Regions from separate parts of the Sus scrofa genome. Here region 1 is linked to region 2. Evidence: chromatin contacts called from public Hi-C data. All regions are on one chromosome and are shown on one strand. Each heading gives the region's core, a stretch centred on a gene start, on an enhancer-like site or on the middle of the called end of the contact. The rest is flanking DNA. Distances are from core to core; before and after follow the strand shown. Region 1 holds the start of RBBP9 (putative hydrolase RBBP9). Region 2 holds the start of DTD1 (D-tyrosyl-tRNA(Tyr) deacylase 1).

What was found. A called contact is a pair of places that touch in the nucleus more often than the background predicts.
Region 1: a contact with region 2 is called in a Hi-C map of skeletal muscle, with 3 times the contacts expected there. The contact joins the promoter of RBBP9 here to the promoter of DTD1 in region 2. A contact is called at or near these places in 1 of 5 promoter capture datasets (liver), 2 of 47 Hi-C or Micro-C datasets (both in skeletal muscle) and 2 of 2 datasets of contacts at active chromatin or transcription factors (alveolar macrophages and skeletal muscle).

The regions. Positions count from the first base shown.
Region 1 is chr17:26,748,233-26,753,569 of Sscrofa11.1, forward strand. RBBP9 (putative hydrolase RBBP9) reads right to left here and starts at 1,466. Exons shown (of 5, transcript XM_003483900.4): 1 at 1,312-1,466; 2 at 57-99. The coding sequence starts at 1,410. LOC102163552 (a long non-coding RNA gene) reads right to left here. Exons shown (of 3, transcript XR_308679.3): 3 at 4,815-4,866.
Region 2 is chr17:26,807,877-26,813,590 of Sscrofa11.1, forward strand. It overlaps DTD1 (D-tyrosyl-tRNA(Tyr) deacylase 1), which reads left to right and starts at 3,263. Exons shown (of 6, transcript XM_003134277.6): 1 at 3,263-3,494. The coding sequence starts at 3,452.

The sequences.
Region 1 (5,337 bases), core at 216-2,715, 61 kb before region 2:
GCAAGATCAAAACCCAACATATGGAGGATTTTTAAAAACACGTTTAAAAAACTTACTTGGGTCAGGCATGTTTTTAGCCAAACACTGGAAACCAGGTATCTATGATATGAGGAGGGGAAAAAAAAGCTATAATAAAGAGCTTAATAACAACTAATACATTGCTAATAAGAAATGTGACACCTGATAACGATCTTTATCAGTTTAGTAAGTATCTGCTTCTATTATGAAATAAAGTGGATTAAGTGCTATAGGATTACATATGAGTAACAATCCTGCCTCATAAGCTCCATCTGTTTGTAGTTCTCTATCCAGCCAGCTCTGCAGATCTCTACATATTTATTATCACCCCTGGCATATACCTATAGGGAGAGAATGAATGAACAGGTTCTAGACAAACTGACCTGGAGCCAATCAGACTGTGCTCCAGGGAGTAGGTAAAATGTGGTACAGAAACATGATACACAAAGCTGGAGATCCCATCCTCCTGGACAGCTCCAGCCCCAACCTTTTGGTTTGTAGCTCTGGCCATGGCTCTCAGCCACAAGCCTGGGATTTTATACTAGAGACCCACTCTGGAGCTCTAGAGGGTTGGCAACTCAGAAAGCAGTCTTATTGCCTGATTAAGGAAGAGGGTTTTAAAAAAAAAAAAATCAAGATGCACAAGACACTCTACAGTAAGAAGCCATTTTTATAGTGCTCACAAAGAAGCCAAACTTAACAATACATTGCTTAAAGCATACATACATAGGTTGCAAAAGTTCATTAATTTCTAGAAGAGGAGCAAATGAAAAAAATTTCCAATGGCAAGGAAATGGGATGGGGGGAGCATTCCAAGGTGGTTTTGAAGGTATTGGTACTGTTCTAGATTTCAGTTTGTTTATGGATTATCAGGTCTTCATTACATTCTGCTTCATAATGCACAGAAATATCTGATACACCCTTAGTACATATTAATATTACGCACTGAAATTTTTAAAAATCCTAGGAAGGTAGCAAAGAAGATAGATGTGGAATTATCTCGAAGTTCCATATCTGAACCCGTAGGAAATACGGGGAGGGGGCTCGGCTCCAGTTTAAGAGGTGGTGCCTGGTACTCTGAGCCCTCGCAGAAGGCTTCCAGGCAGTTTTAGCAACCGCAATACCGACTGCTAGTTGTAGAATTAAAGACAGGGGAGCAGGAACAGGAATGAAAACACACAGGGCTTTGCAGAAGGGGGCCGGTGTAAGGAGGGGACACACGTGCCAACTTCAGTCCTCCGGCCCCTCCAGCTCCAGGCTAACCTCCCTGGCGCAGCGAGATGCGTCTCCTACCTGCTCCAGCCTCTTCTTCACCCAGCCATACCAGCCGTGAGTGGCCACATCGCCACCACCGTTGCCTGGGACAATCACCGCCTTGCTGGGCGAAGCCATGAGCGCAGCGGACCAGCGCGCCGGGAGCCTGGGCTGCGTCCCGGGAAGGCTGACCCGTGGCCTTCTGGGAATTGTAGTTCCAGGTTGCTAGAGCGCATTTATGTATGCTCTGATCCTTTACCGCACACCGCGGTCATGGGCAGACTTTGCCAGTTTCCGTCAGACGTAAATAACCTTTCACTTGCATCTTACTGGCGTCCTCATTTCCTCCCCTTATTTACGACGAGTTGTGATATGCACAGGGTGTGTTATCTCTTTACTAGAATTACTGATCTTCCTATAGAAAAGTGTGTTTTAGACCCAAAGAAGCAAAACACAACCCATTGTATTAATTGAGGACTTCTGGAATCCTTACGATTTTTCCTTCTGATTTCAAAACAGTCCTTTTTTTTTTTTTTTTTTTTTTTTTTTTTTTTTTTGTCTTTTCTAGGGCCGCTACCGGCGGCATATGGAGGTTCCCAGGCTAGGGGTCGAATCAGAGATGTAGTCACCGGTCTAAACGCCAGGGCCACAGCAGCTTGGGATCCGAGCCGCGCTTGCAACCTACACCACAGCTCGCGGCAACGCCGGATCCTTAATCCACTGAGCGAGGCCAGGGATTGAACCCATAACCTCATGGTTCCTAGTCGGATTCATTAACCACTGCACCACGACGGGAACTCCTCAAAACAGTTCTTAATGGAATAATCAATACCACCCATGGTTGTTATCCTCATTGCTTTAAAGGCTGTTCTTTGGGAGTTCCTTTCGAGGCTCAGCGGAAACGAATCTGACTAACATCCATAAGCACGCAGGTTTGATCTCTGGCCTCGCTCAGTGGGTTAAGAATCTGGCGCTGCCCTGAGCGTGGTGTAGGTCACAGCTGCCCCTGGGATCCTAAGTTGCTGTGGTGTAGGCCAGCGGCTACAGTTCCAATTGGAACCCTAGCCTGGGAACCTCCATATGCCAAGGGTGTGACCCTAAAGAAACTAAAAAAAAAATCAAGGCTGTCCTTTTTTTTTTTCTCTCTTTTGGCCACACCCATGTTACACATAAGTTCCTGGATCAAGACTCGAACCTGCCCACAGCAGCAATCCAAGCCTTGGCAGTGACAATGCTGGATCCTTAACTAGCATTGTGCCAGAGGAGAACTCCTAAATACTATCCTTTTAAATAATATCACCATTGGTGTAGGGCACATGAATAACATTTTTACCTAAACCAATTTAGAGATTGGGGAAACTGAGGTACCAATGAAATTATTTACCTATTGTGGAAGAAAATAAGCAATAACTAATCTACAATAGGAATAGAAAAGAGTTTTATTTGAGCCAAACTGAGGATTATACAAATTCCCATTGAGGCTTAATGGTGAAAATTCCAACTAGTATCCATGAGGATTCGGGTTCCATCCCTGGTCTTGTTCAGTGGGTTAAGGATCCAGTGTTACCATGAGCTACAGTGTAGGTTGTAGACTTGGCTTGGATGTGGCATTGCTGTCACTGTGGCTGTGGCATAGGCCAGCGGCTGCAGCTCCAATTCAACCCCTAGCCTGGGAACTTCCATATGCCAAGGGTTCGGCCCTAAAAAACAAACAAACAAACAAACAGCAAACTGAGGACTATAACCCAGAAACCAGCCTCTCAGCCCAGAGGAATTGTTCGGGAGAAGCATGGTTTTCAGCAGTTTTATGTCTTGTCAGAACAGAGAACATCAAACAAGTCAGGGATCCATTTCTTCAAAGTTCAAAAAAAAAAAAAAACAAAAAAACAGATCAGCACTTTATACAGCATATATACAGTCAGTATGGCCTTGGCATCTGGGGAGTCTCATCGTAGAAGAAGTACCAGCATTGGTGCCCTAGGAAGGGAGACATTTCATCTTTTTTGTGGGGGGGATAGGGGAGACCCACGGCATGTGGAAGTTTCTGGGCCAGGGATCAAACCTGAGCCACAGAAATGACAGCTCAGGATCTTTAACTGCTGGGCCACCACGGAACTTCTGAGGTGTCTCATGATGTGTTGTCTAAGCTATGTGAAGCTTGGAGTGTGTGCAATTCTCGAGAACAATTTTAAACAAGTTTCGTCAGTAAAGGCAGGTTACAGGATGTGATTAAGCAAGCTACAGTTGAAAGGATCTAACTGATGGCTGTCCTTGGTTTCATTCTTACTTACAGGGTGGTCAGCACTTCTTTTAAGAAGGAGGAAGAGGGGACAAAGGCCTGGACTCTCACCATTCTCAGACTGTTTATATCAAAAATTATTTCAGAGATAATACAGTTATACCTAAGTCCATCTTACTTTCTTTTCTAATTTTTATCTCTTGGGCAGGCATTTTCTGAGCTTGTGATTATCAGAGAAGAAATCACTTGGTTTCCAAACTGAAGTATTAACATTGCTCTGAATTTTTAAAAATCTGAAAATGTTCATTTATGTCTAAACAGACTTTGTAACATTCCAAGAGCTGCTCTCAAGAACTTGCCGAGGCAGTTTTAGTCTTTCTAAGGGATGCAGCCACTCTGCTCCAAGGCCCTTCTTCTGAATAATATTCTTCTGCCTGAAGTTTTGTTTTTAGGAACGGTAAGCAGGTTGTATCTTAACTCTTCACACTCATTGTCCAAGCATCCTCCCCTCTTCTCTGGTTATTTTTCTATTCCTTTCACATATCATCATTTTTTAACCACTTTGAAGAGAAAGAGGAATAAAAGGAAAACTCTGGAGTATTGAAAGACAAATGAGAGTTAGTCTGGAAAGGAAGGGAAGTGAAGAGAATGTTCTGAGTGGAAAGGAGGATATGCAAAAGAGCATCAAGGCAAGACCCAGCACTCGTGGGCTGGGAAAGACACTATTTCCTTTTTTTTTTTTTTTTAATTACTCAATGAATTTTATTACATTTATAGTTGTACAACAATCATCACAACCAAATTTTATAGCATGTCCATCCCAAACCCTCAATGCATCCCCCCATTCCCCCAACATGTCTCCTTTGGAAACCATAAGTTTTTCAAAGTCTGTGAGTCAGTATCTGTTCTGCAAAGAAGTTCATTGTGTCCTTTTTTTAGATTTCACATGTCAGTGATAACATTTGATGTTGGTGTCTCATTGTCTAACTGACTTCACTTAGCATGATCATTTCTAGGTCCATCCATGCTGCTGCAAATGCCATTATTTCTTTCCTTTTAATGGCTGAGTAATATTTCCTTGTGTATACGTACCACATCGTCTTTAACCACTCCTCTGTCGATGGACATTTAGGTTGTTTCCAACCATGTCTTGGCTATTGTATATAGTGCTGCAATGAACATTGGAGTACTTGTGTCTTTTCGAGTCACGGTTTTCTCTGGATAGATGCCCAGGAGTGGGATTGCTGGATCAAATGGTAGTTCTATTTTTAGTTTTCTGAGGAATCTCCATACTGTTTTCCACAGCGGTTGCACCAATTTACACTCCCACCAACAGTGTAATAGTGTTCCTTTTTCTAGGAAAGACAGTATTTCAATGCTGGGTTATATATAATCCACTCCCCCACCCACCAAGTCCTCCGTGGTAGTGCCTCTCTGAAGTACCTAGATAACAGAATCTGATGCAACTTCCAGAGATGTTTTACAGATGCTAAATCCCCATTAAATAGAAGAAATTAACTACCGGATGAGCCTAAGCACAGGAGCCTAAGGATTGATAACAGTAACACCTGTGGTGCTGCCCTGTTCCCTCACCATCAGCTAATCAGATAATTGCGCGCATGGGCTGATCACCAGCCCTGTGATGCCCTTCCCCCACCTTGCCTTTAGAGTGCTTTGCTGAAAGCCCTAGGGGAGTTTGGGTGTTCTGAGCACTAGCTACTCTGGAATCCTTGCTGGGAGCCCTGCAATGAATGCTGTGCTTTCCTTCACCACAACCCAGTGTCAGTAGATTGGATTTACTGTGGGTGGGTGAGCAGAACAGTTTG
Region 2 (5,714 bases), core at 2,013-4,512:
TGTGATGTAGGTCGCAGATGCAGCTCGGATCCTGTGTTGCTATGGCTGTGGTGTAGGCTGACAGCCGCAGCTCTGATTTGACCCCTAGCCTGGGAACTTCTGAATGCCTTGGATGTGGCCCTAAAAAGGCAAAAAAAGAAACCCATCATATTAGACTTTTCCTTTTCCCTCTCACCCTTCCAGCCCCCACAGCCTGTCATTTCTGCCCTTTGAACACTTCTCAGTTGCCTTTGCCACTGGTCTCTACCATCTTTACTTATGTAGCTACAACTCTACTTAATGTCCCCTTACCTCTACTTTTAGTCCCACCAACTAGTTTCCACACTATTAACCAGCATGACTTTTTTTTTTTTTTTTAGGGGTGCACTCATGGCATATGGAACTAGAGGTCAAATCGGAGCTGCAGCTGCTGGCCTACATCAGCCACAGCAATATGGGATCCAAGCCATGTCTGTGACCTACACAGACATGTAGACATGTGCCTGGCTTTGCCCACATGCCTTTTCCCTTTGCTCCTTCTGCTTTTTATCTTTTCACTGTAAGAGTCATAGCCATGAGTATGACTATATGCTGAAACCTGGGAGTCGTCGTAGCAAACTGCTAAACCTGGTGGTCTTGGGGACCCTGGGTGCACTACCCATGCAAAGTCCATCTGGATATGGAAGGATGGTTATTATAGTGCTGATCTGCATAGGTCAAGCATAGAGGATGAGGACTCTCAAAACATACTTTTTTTTTTTTTTTTTTGTCTTTTTAGGGCTGCACTTGTGGCTTATGGAGGTTCTGAGGCTAGGGGTCCAATAAGAGCTACAGCTGCCGGCCTATGTCACAGCCACTGCAACGTCAGATCCAAGCCACATCTGCGAACTACACCACAGCTCACAGCAATGCTGGATCCTTAATCCACTAAGCAGGGCCAGGGATCAAACCCTTGTCTTCATGGATACTAGGCAGGTTCGTTAACCACTGAGCCACGATGGGAACTCCAAAATATACTTTCTAAAAATTTCAAAACATGAATCCAATTCAGGTATAGAATGAGCAGATCAACTTGTTAATGAAAAATCAAGTAGGATGATAAAGCTTGTTTGAGGAAAATAGAGGACAGGGATTATTTGGGCACTGGAGACAGAAATGTTAGAATATTTCTGGTTAATGTTCCTTAGAAGTGTGATAGGTTTGGACCTGGAACCCTCTACCTGAGTGCTTGCACCTGGACAAATACCTCCTCGAGCAACAAAATACAAATAAGTCATAAGGGACTAAAAATAACTGCACACATGCACTACATTGGGGCAAATGATGAACAGTAAGATATAAAAAGGCCAAAACCCAACTGCCGCTTCTGAGCTGCCAGGAGCAAAGCAGGATACTGGGCATGAGCCCTGCACACAGCACCACCAAGGGGGCTGGCAGATCACCTAAGTCACCCCTCTGTCCCAAAGAACTAATCTGTTCCCACCCTCAGCCCACTTAAGGAATCAGCCTGAGCTCCTGGGAAAGCAAGCAAGAGTACCTATTTTTGTCTTTCCTCTCCTGCTGCATGGATTCCCCTTGAAGCCATTCCTGGGATTCTCATCTGGTCTCAATTTTTTTTTTTTTTTTTTCAGGGCCGCACCTGCAGGATATGGAGATTCCCAGGCTAGGGGTCAAATCGGAGCTGCAACTGCTGGCATACACCACAGCCACAGCAACGCCGGATCCTTAACCTACTGAGTGAGGCAAGGGATTGAACCTGTGTCCTCATGGATGCTAGTCATTCGTTTCTGCTGAGCCACAAAGGGAATGCCTGGCTTCAATGCCTACCGATTCAACAGTCCAAGGACCCAAGTGGGTAAGGGGACATCAGAGTGACTTTCCTGCTTCTGCTGTTTTCTCAAAGTCCTTAAACTCAAACATATTCAATATGCTGAGTTGCCATATATGGGGTAGAGAGTCCTTATAACCTGGGGGGGCCCTGTGGGGCCTTCCTGTGACAGCCCTCCCCTCATCCCATAGTACCCAGATAATAGTATCTGATAAACATTTCTGAGTTGTTTTACAGATGCTAAAACCCCCACCAAATGGAAGAAATTAAATACTTGATCATCCTGAGCAAGTAGCCTCCAGACATACTAGCACCTAAGGATTGATAATTGTGTGTGTGTTTGTGTCTGTCTGTGTGTCTGTCTTTTAGGGCCACACCGAGGCACATGGAGGTTCCCAGGCTAGGGGTCCATTTGGAGCTGTAGCTGCCAGCCTACAGCACAGCTCATGGCAATGCCAGATCCTTAACCCACTGATCGGGCCCTGGGATCAAAACCAAGTCCTCATGGATGCTAGTCGGGTTCGTTAACCGCTGAGCCATGATGGGAACTCCAAGGATTGATAATGTTACCTGTGATGGTGCCCTGTTTCCTCACCATCAGCTAGAGAACTGTGCATGAGCTGATCACATGCCCTGTGACCCCCCTCCCCACCACCTGGTTGAAACCTTTCTGGGAGTTTGGAGTTATTGAGCATGAGACACCTGTTCTCCTAGTAGGGCGCCATTACAGTCAACACTGCACGTTCCCTCACCACAACCTGGTATCAGTAGATCGGCTTTACTACACATGGGCAAGCAGACCCAATTTTGTTTCCAAACCCCATCACTCTACACCCACAAGTACTGTTACACTGTAAGGGGACACATGAGAGGGGCTTGTTTTTATCAGTGATACTAATTTGTCAGGGTAATACTTGTACAGTCCTTTCAGCTTCTAAGCACTTGTATATTTTATTCAAATCTTTTAACGATCCTGTGAGAGAGACTAAGCATCAGTATTAGAGAAGGGATTAGAGTAACATAGTCATGTATCTGCAGTGTCCTGACATGGCTAAGTCAAGTGAATACGGAAACACTTAAATGGCTGCTTTAGGCAGTAGATCCTCTTCTATCTGGCTTCTGAGGAACCACTGAGACAGGAAGACAAGGGAAAAAGAATTTGGGAGGGTCTGGGGCCTGAGGGGTGGAAAATGAAAAGAGAAACACAATTAGGATTAGGAGTCTGGACAACAAAGCTGGGATTTAGTTACGACTGGTTCTTAGGCCCGAGATGTGAGAAGAAACAGGTGCAGAAACTGCTGTCAGGGCACCTGTGAGTGTGGCTGGGGGTGGGGACTGGGAAGGGGGTTGCTGGATCCCAGCGTTGGGGCGTGGCTCAGCTGTGGGTGGGGCAGGATCGAGAATGGGTGGGGCCTATGACGGGGGCGGGGCTATACTTAGGGCTCAGGTGGGCGTGACCGACGCCGGCGGGAACAACCTGTGGGTGGGCGTGGCCGACGTGGGCGAGCTGCCGACTAGCGGGTCCTGCAGGGCCGCCCGCGCACTTCCTGGTGTCACCCGCAGAGGGCGTCTGTCGCCGCGCCGCCTGGAGAGTCTCGAGGCCGGAAGCCGTCCGGCGCCGCCCCGCTCGCCCCAGCCGCCGCCATGAAGGCCGTGGTGCAGCGCGTCACCCGGGCCAGCGTCACAGGTCAGTCGGGCGGGGCCGGGCCGGGAGGAGCCGCCCCTGACCCCGCGCCCGGCCGACACGGCCACCCCCGCGAGGGTTCCCCCGCGCCGCCCCGGGGCAGCTGCAGCCCTGCGCGAGCTCGGTCCCCGGCGGCGCGCAGCCCCGGCCGGCTTGCGGTGCCGTCCACGTGCCCGGGGGGTCCCGGCGCGGCCCGAGCTGCAGGGTTTCCGCTTAGGGTTCACGATGAACGCGCCTCATTATTTTCACCAGCGTTTCTTTCAGTCCTGAGTGCCAGGTGGCCGAACCTCCTAGCATCCTCTGAGCACCTCTGTGGCCCGTTCTTCGTGGAATGTTGCACAAACAACATGTAGGGAGCATTTCCGGAGCAAGAACTACCCATTTTGCAACCTTCTGCTCGACATTTTCCTTTTGTTGCCCATTTTCTCCATATCCCAGTTTTGATGGAGCTTGACGCCCAGTGAGATGCACAGCTGTGAAGAGTTGTCGGTAGGGGTGAGTTCTGACCGTGTGTCCGCCCACGTGCCCAGCGCCCAGCCCCGGTGCAGCGCGTTCCTGCCCAGGACTCCCCTTCCTCACCGAGCCCTGAAGGGACAGTCAGAATCTAAAGGATTCAGGATGAGATGTTTCTCTTTTCCACCAGTTTCTTGTTGACCAAGCCACCCAACCATTAGTCATCAGTTGATCACTGTAGTCTGGTTTGAGCATCAGGGGTCCAGATGATTAATGGATAGAACGGAGTCGTTTATATTTTTGTTTGTTTGTTTTTTTTTTTTTACTTTTTGGTGGCATCCGCAGCTTGAGGAAGTTCCTGGGCCAGGGATGGAACCCGCGGCCACTGCTGTAAGCACAGCAGTGACAATGCTGGATCTTTAACTCACAGTCACCACACATTTCCTAGAAGGGAGTCGTTTTAAAAAACTCAAGCCAAGATAGTAAAGATATCAGGAAATTTTAAATGACTAATTTTAGATTATCTTCCAGTTTTTTGTTTTTTGTTTTTTTTGTTTTTGGCAGAATTCTAATACTGTTTCATTCAGGTAATCCTAGATAGCCTTTCCTTCAAGCCAGTCCATACCAAGTATGTGTTTTTGTGTCCAGGAAAGTATAAATCTAAAACCAAAACAGCAAAATCCCGAAGAAACAACCAAGCTCAGTAAAACCATATATTTAGATTTGAGATTCTACTTTCCAATCCTGCGTAATGATTTCTAAGCTGTTGTGGTAGCTGGTTTTGGTTATGGTCCTGGAGTAATAGGGAATAGGATAGCTCTGGGCTTTATGGAATTTGAGAACTGGGTTTTTTTTTTTAGCATTTTAGTTAATATATGTAACTTCACTAAAACTGGGAAAATTCATGGAGGAAAATGTCTTTTTTTTGGCTTCTGAGAAGTATCTTGCAGTTTGCTCTGTGTGTTCATCATGAACAGTGAGCAAACTTTGGAGTATTAAATTTTGATCTGAATGGAGAACGTTCCGTTCTGCTGATCTGAAATATTGAAAACATGGTTCAGTGAGATTAGCAGAATAGATTGAATGATTTCAGTTTACTAGTTAAATTGTATGATTTTCGTTATAAACAACAACTAAACCATCCTGCATATTAAAAAAGATAAGGGTGTTAATTGTGGGAAGGTGTTAGCAGAACGGAATTCTCTCAAGGTGCTGGAGGAACCTTCTGGTTAGCCAGGCCTCATATTTGAATTGTAATGGAGAGAGATTTTTCTGATTCCTTTAGAATGGGACTGGCTTCGCCGAGTGTGGCCTTTTGCAAATGGCATTTTATTTCAACAGTTCTAAAATGTCACTTCCGACTTTATGGATGGGACAGATTAGACTATTACAAATCACATGTTATGGTGCTAGTTCATTTTATAAGCTTGGTCAAGCACATTTATTGCAAGTACATTTAAGCAAGTTATTGTGATAATCTAATTTTAAAAGCTTTATGACGGGACATTCCAAACATGTCCATGTGGTTACACAGCTGGATACACAGCTGGAACAGTACCGTAACCGCCATGTCCCATCCCTTAGCTCTGTCAGCTAAAATCTCAATAGAATCGTAGAGTGTCAGGAAGAGGTTGGGGTTGACCATGTTAATTTGAGAGGTGTTGAATTCTTTAAGAAGAGGTCTCAGGTGATGCCAATATACTGGTGTCAAATAAACACTGACCAGGAGTTCCTATCGTGGTTCAGTGCTTAATGAACCCAGCTAGTATC